Regions from separate parts of the Mus musculus genome. Here all the other regions are linked to region 1. The links are chromatin contacts, called in public HiChIP or PLAC-seq and capture Hi-C maps. All regions are on one chromosome and are shown on one strand. The core of a region is the stretch at or near the end of the contact, and the rest is flanking DNA. Distances in the headings are between cores, read along the strand shown. Region 1 overlaps Iqca (IQ motif containing with AAA domain). Region 2 overlaps Gm34992 (a long non-coding RNA gene). Region 3 overlaps Gm34992 (a long non-coding RNA gene).

Region 1 (2,809 bases), core at 141-2,640:
GCAGGACTTTCAGCACAAAGTCACCACATGTGACACAATGCCCCTGCATCTGAACCCTTTCCCTTTATGTAACAGCACCATTCTGTCCAGTTCCTATTAGCACTGCCTGCCCACAACACGGTGCCCACCAGAGTGAGCAGCTGTGCCATGAGTCCCCGCATCCCTGCTCCTTCTCTTCCTCCTCTGCCCTGCCTGTTTACCTCTATTTCATCAGTCAGGCTTCCAGTTTTAGGATACTTCTACTCTTTTGTTGGTTATTAGTTTCAAAACAAAGGTAGTCTCTTGCTAGAACCTGAAATCACTTCCTTGACTGTATACAATGTAGCACAAAAAGATAGCAATTAACAATAGAAATGTGTACAGAAGAGAACACCCTCACATACTGCTCAAATGGACCCCTATTTAGTAGGGTAAATTTAGAATGTGAACTCCCCCCAGTAGCCTGAACCCTTCCATTCCTCTCCAATATGACAACACCTCACATACAGACCAAGGATACTACATACCTGCTGGCAGGGAGGGGTCCCACTGTCAAAGGTCCCTCCTTCCTGCCAAAAGCAGATATCTGCCCGTATTCATGGAATAAAGAGCAAACACGTGAAGGAATGAGTGTGTGTGGTTCCAGCTTGGTAAACCGAGGCAATAGCTTAGAAAGCAGATGTTGGGGTTTACTGCTATTTTCCTAAAGTTCTCCATATCCAGGGAAGAACCCTAAAACATCCAGGGCTCATGTCTGTAACTTACATGATGTAAGCGTGTTCTGACGGCAAGCCAGTATGTTCTGAGGTCTGATGCCTGCGGTGACCATTGCGCAGTGTGCTCAGAGGACTCACAGGACTCAGTAATAGAGGCCTCCTTGTTTTGACGAAGATCAGGCTTGGTCAGTAATTGACAGAGACATTTGATATTTGATAGGACCGAAGAGCCCTCTGCTGGCCACAGAGTGAACTATCCCACACGACTTTAGACTTTAGAGGTTCAGTTACATTTAATTGGCCATGACCTCAAACTATCTGCATAATTTAAATGAAGCTTCTCCATAGCTAAGTGAAAATTAAAAGAGCAAAAGAGACCATTTTTCATAGCAAATTGTCAAACCTCTCTCTCTCCTCTCTCTCTTCTCTTCTCTCTCTTTCTCTCTCTCTCTCTCTCTCTCTCTCTCTCTCTCTCTCTCTCTCTCTCTCTCTCTCTCTCTCTCTCTCTCTTGTTAATTCTTACATACGCAAAAGGAGTATGGACTAGCAGACCCAAGTACTTACTGTTGTTAAACAGCCACCAAGGGAGAGACAGATAGACAGGCAAAGATTCTAGAAGGTTGAGGGACAGGTAGAGCCTCCAGTAACAGTGAATGTTGGGTTCTTAAGACATGCAAATAGCATAGGTGAGACCCTGCTGTTCCAGCCATTTGGACATCCTCAACTCAAGCCAAAGGAACCATGCTGAGCTGAGTCACCTGATTGCTCCGTTTGTTGTACCTGGCCACAGTTTGGTATGAAGCGTGATGGCTTTAAAAGCTTTTCTCTCAGAATGGAAACAGCTTGGCCTTGCACTTGGTGGGTTAGCAGACATTCAACTTCATCACGGAACTCCTGGGCCACTGAGGTCAGAGTCACCTTGCACAAATGTCCTGGCCCTATAATGGCTTACTGATCAGTGATTAAGTTGGTAGAATAATGCAAGATTGTGTTGGAAGGAACATGCCCGTTCCAGCAGGCAACTGGCCACATTCACCCTGGATTATTCTCCAGGCATCAGATCTCAGAACATACTGGCTTTGCCGTCAGAACATGCTTACATCATGTAAGTTACAGACATGAGCCCTGGATGTTTTAGGGTTCTTCCCTGGATATGGAGAACTTTAGGAAAATAGCAGTAAACCCCAACATCTGCTTTCTAAGCTATTGCCTCGGCTTACCAAGCTGGAGCCACACACACTCATTCGGCAAAATGCTTTTTAAATGATCAAATGGCCTGTTTGCAGCTCTGACCCCAGTTAAACAGTGAAGGGCACATATAGGATATAAAAATACAGTCTAGTATTTTGTGCCTTTTCAGCCTCCATCTGACATCTGCAGGATCTTGTAAACAACCCGCATTTTTAAACTGATGGGATCCACGCAGTGACCATGAACACCGTGAAGCCAGTAGCAGCTGGACCTGCTTCTTCCCAGAGTCAGGTTACTTGGCAACACAGCCCAAAGTGGGTAATAAACTCCATCCAAGACTAAACACTAGCATGAGATTGAATGCCAACAAGTGCCACAAGAGAAAGTTGAAAAGAACTTTGTAGAACTGGGCCTGGCATGGCCTTTTGAAACCTCAAAGCCCAGCCCCAGTGACACACACTCTCCCACAAGGCCACGCCTCCTAGCCCTTCTAATCCTTCTCAAATAGTGCCACTCCCTAATGACTAAGGACTCAAGGGGCCATTCTTATTCATCCACCACAGCAGCTTTCAAATGTTGCAAGGTGACCTAGTTGACCATTATTTATCGTAATCCCCAAGCCAGAAGTATTATCTACAGCAATGCTGATAGCAAACTTATCACAGAGTGACCATTGTGGCCTTGTAGCCTAAGCTGCTGTTTTGTGACAAAGCTTTGAAAGAGTATAAGAAAAAAAGAAAATGTGTGTTACGCTTTTAACAGGTGACAAATTAATGACCCAGGGTGTGCATGCTTTAGTCCCCTTGTGATGGTCCCTACCTATTCACCAGGGGTGGGGGGATGTTAACAGATGTGGCCTCCAGGAGGCTGCAACCTTAAAGCCACACAACCCATGGTATGGCTTCTACAAAGCCCTGTCCCTC
Region 2 (2,700 bases), core at 162-2,661, 340 kb before region 1:
ATCCATGCAGGTATCATAAATGCTTCACAAAGCCTCAAGGATGCCTCAGAGAGGTTGTGCACACACACAGCATTTCCTACCTCCTCTGGCTCTTCTATCTTCTGTCCTGAGCTGGGAATGCATCAATGCATGGTAGTGTAACCAGGGAGCAGGGATGGGGAAATAGTGTAAAGAGATTGAATTTCTCTCAAGATGATCTGGAGCTCCAGCGAAGCCCTTCAAAGGAAGGCCAGAAGGTGGGTCAAGTGGGACCTTCATGGACAGGGAGGTGCTTCTATGGAGATGCTCTCATATCTCCCGAAGAATTTCAACGTTAATAAAGCTACTGAGCTAGAGAATGACCAAGATTTCCCAGAGGGTGTGTGTGTAAGAGCCACACAAGTCCAGGGAAGGTAAGGAGTGAGTGGGGGGAGGGGGAAAGGTCACTTAGCTACAGGGACCTCAGAGGATGCAAAGATATGGTACCTGGCCAGATGTAGGTTTTGCCCATGAGAGAAAAAGCAAAAGGGTAGAACTTGTAGCCACCAGGGTTTCAAGGACACAGAGGAGGCTGCTAGGGAGACTGGAGTTAGAAGTCAGGACCCTGGAAATGAGATTTCCTGGAAGAAAGGAAAGCCACACAAGGAGCCACAGCCGTCCTCCCTCCCCCAGCCCCCGCCCATTGGAATGTGCAGGGCATCTTACTGGCAAAGCTCCACCATAAAGAAGGCTTGAGAACATAAACCAGAGACTTCCCAGAGCCTGGAAGGAGGATCCTCTCAACACTGGGGGCTTAGAGACCTTTAGAGTCAAAGGCATTAAAACCCCGTATGGAAAGAAATGGGGAGAAGCCATTTGGGGGCCCTGTTAAGTTCCTGTGAACAAGAAGCATCTACAGAGACTGCATCCCAGCCAGGCAGCCAGGAAAGCCAGTGAGTCTTTACCCATAGCACCGGGATGGGTGGCCCATGTTTAAACCAAACAAAACATCAAGGCGGATGGGTGGCCCATGTTTACATCAAGGCAAACCTTCACCTTAAATAAAAGGCAAACAAGTGTCTGAATGGCTGAGTTAATAAATCATAATAAATCTATGAGCATTGTCCTGTTCTCTATGAATAGAAGAATTTGCCAAGTAATCAATCACTTATGTAAATGATTCTGAAGGTCAGCCAAGGTAAAAGCAAACCAAGAGGAGGCATAGGGGAGAGGTCATGAGGAGGTCACAGGAAGGTCACGGGGAGCATTTCAGAAAGAAACAACGTTTGTGGCTGTGCACACCTGCCCTGGGAACCATGGAAACTAGGTCTGAAATAGGGGGCCAGACTTAGACAGGTGTGGGGGAGAGGGATCCACATGTTCCAGCACAGCATGTGAGGCCTAGCAAGAGGACAACCAGACCCCGGGGTTCTCTCCCCCTTTGTTGTCAGGTTACAATAGTCCCAGGTAAACAAGGCCACCTGGATCAAGGGCACTGCCCAGCCCTGGGCCCACTTCCATTTCCTCCTGCCTGTCAACATTGATGTTTGCAAGCTCTGTGAAAACAAATGACCCTTGCGTTCTGGAGAGTGGATTTCATCCAGGAGTCTAATCCACAGTGTTTGCCTTCCTATTGACAATTACCACTTTAGGGAAATGAGCCCAGTGCTTTTCATGGATTGCCTGCAGATTTGGTTTTCTAATTACATCCTCCTTCAGCAAACACATCCAAGAGCAGCTTTACTCTGACCGCATCCAGAAAGGCAAGATACCCGCAAATAGGAACTCTCCTGGGGAAAGAAGAGAAAGAAGCCACACTGCTAGGCTCCATACCTTCCAAAGTACCGTCTTATATTTATGTTATAAACAAGTGTGTGTGTGTGTGTGTGTGTGTGTGTGTCCCTGTGTCTGTGTGTGTGTCTGTGTAATCTGTGTCTGTGTATGTCTGTATGTTTATCCATGTGTATCTCTATGTGTGTGTGTGTCTGTTTGTATCTGTGTGTATCTGTGCCTCTGTGTTTATGTCTGAGTGTATCTGTACTTGTGTATGTGTGTGTTTATCTGTGTGTCTCTCTGTGTGTCTATGTATCTGTGTGTGTGTGTATCCGTATCTGGGTCTGCATTTGTTTATCTCTGTGTGTTTGTGAGTCTCTATGTTGTCTGTGTGTGTCTATGTATATGTGTCTATGTCTATGTGTGCCTCCTTGTGTGTGCCTCTGTGTGTGTATGCGTGCGAGTGTGTGTGTGTATTTGGGTTTATGCACATCATTGTGGGTTCCCATGGAAGCCAGAAGAGAGCTTTGGATCCCCTGGAGCTGGAGTTACAGGTGGTTGAGAGTAGCCCAGCATAGGTTCTAGGAAGCAAGCTTTCGGTTTCTGTAAGAGCAGTAACTGTCTTAACTGCTGTGTGTCACTCCAGCCTCCCTGCTGGCATTTCAAACAATCCACGCCATCATTAAACTCAAGAGAGCTTTGTTTCATCTTATCGCATTTTCAGGAAAGAAATGTTTTTGTTTTTTTTTTTAAATATCTGGCAGCCATGCCCGAGGCCTGAATTCATAGAGCTCTTTCTACTACTCCTGTTGTTGATACCACTGATGTCTCAACCATCAAGTCCAGTGAGGACCAGGACTCAGGTGGTAACCCTGGAAAATCAGGCAAACTTGACTTTTCTAGAATATTTTCTTCCTCGGCTTCTGAGGTCTTTCTTTCCGAGGGCACACCTGAAGCCTGTTTCTTCCA
Region 3 (2,893 bases), core at 302-2,801, 360 kb before region 1:
CTCTTCCTTTAGCCTGAGGGTTCTGATCTCCAGAGGTCCTGGTCCATCCTAGGGAAGGGAAAGAGGTCACTTGAAATGTCAGCTGCACTTCAGGAGTGTGACAGAGTGCAACCTAGACACGGAGGGTTGGGGGATGGGATAGAGATGAGACTCATGGACCTGACATGACACGACCCACCTCAGTTTCTTGGGAGTTTATGACAGTCCACATGGGTAGTTTGCATGTGAAATATTCACCACGAGGGCTGCTGTTCCAAGAGGTTATGGAACTATATTTGGAGGCTCACACACACTTGTAACGCCAGCTTTAAGAGATCTAAAGCCCCATTTTAACCTTCATGGGTGTTGGCTTACAGGTGATTCCACTAGGCTCCTCCCAGGGACCTAGCAATGGCTTACATCATCATCTGCTGCCACTACCTGCCACTGACAGGTATGGGCACCATAGAAAATGATAGCTCACCACCCCAGCTAGCTCTCTGTATTCCCACACGTTCCAGGCAGGAGGTCTCTGTCTCTCTCTGTCTCTGTCTCTGTCTCTGTATCTCTCTCTGTCTCTCTGTCTCTGTCTCTCCCCGCCCCCCCTCATGGCTCTACTCCCCATCTGTCCACCTCTGCCTCTTTTCCAGGCCCTCACTCCTCTCCCTTCCACCAAAGAAACCCTCTTTATACCAGATCTGCTGCACATAGCATGGTTTCTCAGGAAGATACCTTGGCATGGGCCTGCTAGGCACCTCCTCATTATAATGCATAACAATGGTCACCAGCGCGCGCGCGCACACACACACACACACACACACACACACACACACACACACATACTCGCATATGCACACACATACACACCACATAATACACCCCCCCACACGCATGAAAATAATAGATCTTTTTTTAAAAAATAGGATCATTGATATAGTTTAGCTATTAAAGTGCTTGCTGCCAAGCCTGACCACCTGAGTTCAGTCCCCATAACCTATATCTGCATCTGCACACACATCTCTGGGAATGTGTGCATGTGCACATATAATCAATCAGTCAATTCATCAATGAAAAGAATGTTAACTAAAAATGACTATGCAATCTCAAGAGCATGGCGCTCATGTCTGCTCCTCTCCATCGGGAGCCTGGGGATGGGAACTAGTTAAGTCTCATGAGACCTGAGGTACTCTTTTCCGCGCAATGTTTCCATGACCTCACTCCCTTGCACTAGGCTCCACCTCTTAAAGGTCCCACCTCAAGCCAAAAACCTCCGGGGGAGACAAACCAGACAGAAGAAATAATAAACAGAGCTTACACAGTAGCCTGAGGGCTCAATTATCTACTCACTGGTGGTATGTGCAAGGCACCTGCTGCCCCAGTCACTGTGGCCCCTTTCCTTTCAAACACAGCAGAAGGTGTGGCTACTGTGGATGCCACAGAAGAGAATGGGGAGGCCACCAACTGGGAGCAATGGGGCCACTTCCAAAGGGCCACGCCTACATTCAGGGTTAAGGGTCTGGGTAGCCAGCTAAGAAGTCACAAGGAAACATAGATTCCCAAACACAGATGATTCCCATGGAAAAGAAGGGAGAGGCTGGAGCCTCTGCGCACGCTTGGCTGCTGGCTCCTCCCAGACTGTGCCCCGGCTGATTTTCCTGCTCCATTACCTCCTTTGACCTTCTCCCAGAGACTTTGGCAGCCCTGCTTGGTGGCTCTTAAGTGCAACCTTCCGTGACCTCTGTGTCACTTGAGATGTCACCATGGAGATTGCAGGACCTCCCTGGAGTTGACCTTTCCAATTCTTTCTCTGGTTTCCAGACCAGGGGCACCACCCCCAACACACATCCTCCTTCTACGGGATGTGGCCCGTAAGACGATGCGACTCTGGGGATGGGTGTCTCGGGGTGAGTTGTCTTGCTGACACGGTGAAAGTGACATCCTGACTCACGTATTGTCAGCTCCAGCAGACTTCAAGTTTAATTCCATGTAACTGAGGCTGGGGCAGACAACTGAAAACAGACAAATAGCAAGGCTGTTTCTTTCCTAAGTTTCTGTCAGCAAGTCCTCCCCAGGCCTGGTTGCTATTGTCATTTGCTTAGGCATTGACAGTATATCATAAATATGTATACATATCATATACATATATACATATAACACACAGGTGTACACACACAAACACATATTTTATTTTGTCTTCTAGAGAAATATTTCTCTGAATTCACCCTCAGTTGTTCGGCATAGTCATGGGCCCTGACGGTGGCATTTGCCTTATAAAAGCAGTGTCATTCAGCCAAGTGACAGTGACTGGGATGAGAACCAGGGAATACACACTTCTATTGATCCCTCGCCCTCTGACTTCTGAGTGCTCCTTCTACCCTATCCCTGCAAAAGCCCTCCTTCTACCTTGGGTCACGCTGTGTGTCGTTCATGCTTTTATTTTCTATTTTTGGATGCATTGCTATCTTGAGGGTCTTGTAGGGCAGAAGCTGCCCCTCCCAGGATTAGTTCAGTCCTAGAGACCGAGGACCTTGCAGATGTGCTCAGCATGTCCCGAAATGCACTCAAAATGGATCCCGAGTCTACCACCTAGCCACCACCTTCATCTACATCTTAGACACCACGACAGTATTGTCGTCCCCTCAAGCACCTCACAGAAGCAGAAGCAGAAGGAGTACACCAATTCCTTCTGGTGGCCCATTTTTTCTGTTTGCTTCCCCAATGAGTTATGTGACCCTGTGTGATGTGGCTGTCCTCTTACTCTTAGGAGGCGTAACAGACTGTTCACCCAAGAAAGAGTCTGTGTCATCTCCCTACCCCTGAAACATTCAATGTCTGACATGTTTCCCAGTTCAAGCCTGGTCCACTCCCAACACCAAGTAGGGGGAGGTGTAGAGATGTTTCAGAGCCTCTGCTG

What was found. HiChIP or PLAC-seq counts read pairs in DNA pulled down with a chosen protein or histone mark. Capture Hi-C pulls out chosen DNA fragments and counts their contacts.
Region 2: a contact with region 1 is called in an H3K27ac HiChIP or PLAC-seq map of embryonic stem cells, with 4 times the contacts expected there. The contact joins two enhancer-like sites. A contact is called at or near these places in 4 of 484 Hi-C or Micro-C datasets (embryonic stem cells, extraembryonic endoderm stem cells and trophoblast stem cells), 2 of 115 datasets of contacts at active chromatin or transcription factors (embryonic stem cells and fibro-adipogenic progenitors) and 2 of 9 other capture datasets (adipose tissue and embryonic stem cells).
Region 3: a capture Hi-C map of embryonic stem cells shows a contact between it and region 1, with 6 times the contacts expected there. The contact joins two enhancer-like sites. A contact is called at or near these places in 4 of 484 Hi-C or Micro-C datasets (embryonic stem cells, extraembryonic endoderm stem cells, nephron progenitors and 1 more), 1 of 115 datasets of contacts at active chromatin or transcription factors (fibro-adipogenic progenitors) and 2 of 9 other capture datasets (adipose tissue and embryonic stem cells).

What each region holds. Positions count from the first base shown.
Region 1 is chr1:90,058,877-90,061,685 of GRCm38.p6, reverse strand. The region is part of intron 15 of Iqca (IQ motif containing with AAA domain); the gene reads left to right. Among named protein-coding and RNA genes, the nearest start is that of Asb18, 46 kb to the right of the region's middle. Within about 2 kb of position 1,390, at least 8 of the 459 cell types and tissues checked have an H3K27ac peak or open chromatin away from gene starts, as enhancers often do. A contact at or near this core is called in embryonic stem cells, where this site is marked.
Region 2 is chr1:90,403,767-90,406,466 of GRCm38.p6, reverse strand. All of the region lies in intron 3 of Gm34992 (a long non-coding RNA gene), which reads right to left. Among named protein-coding and RNA genes, the nearest start is that of Gm34992, 67 kb to the right of the region's middle. Within about 2 kb of position 1,411, at least 28 of the 459 cell types and tissues checked have an H3K27ac peak or open chromatin away from gene starts, as enhancers often do. A contact at or near this core is called in embryonic stem cells, where this site is marked.
Region 3 is chr1:90,423,034-90,425,926 of GRCm38.p6, reverse strand. The region is part of intron 3 of Gm34992 (a long non-coding RNA gene); the gene reads right to left. Among named protein-coding and RNA genes, the nearest start is that of Gm28722, 79 kb to the left of the region's middle. Within about 2 kb of position 1,551, at least 32 of the 459 cell types and tissues checked have an H3K27ac peak or open chromatin away from gene starts, as enhancers often do. A contact at or near this core is called in embryonic stem cells, where this site is marked.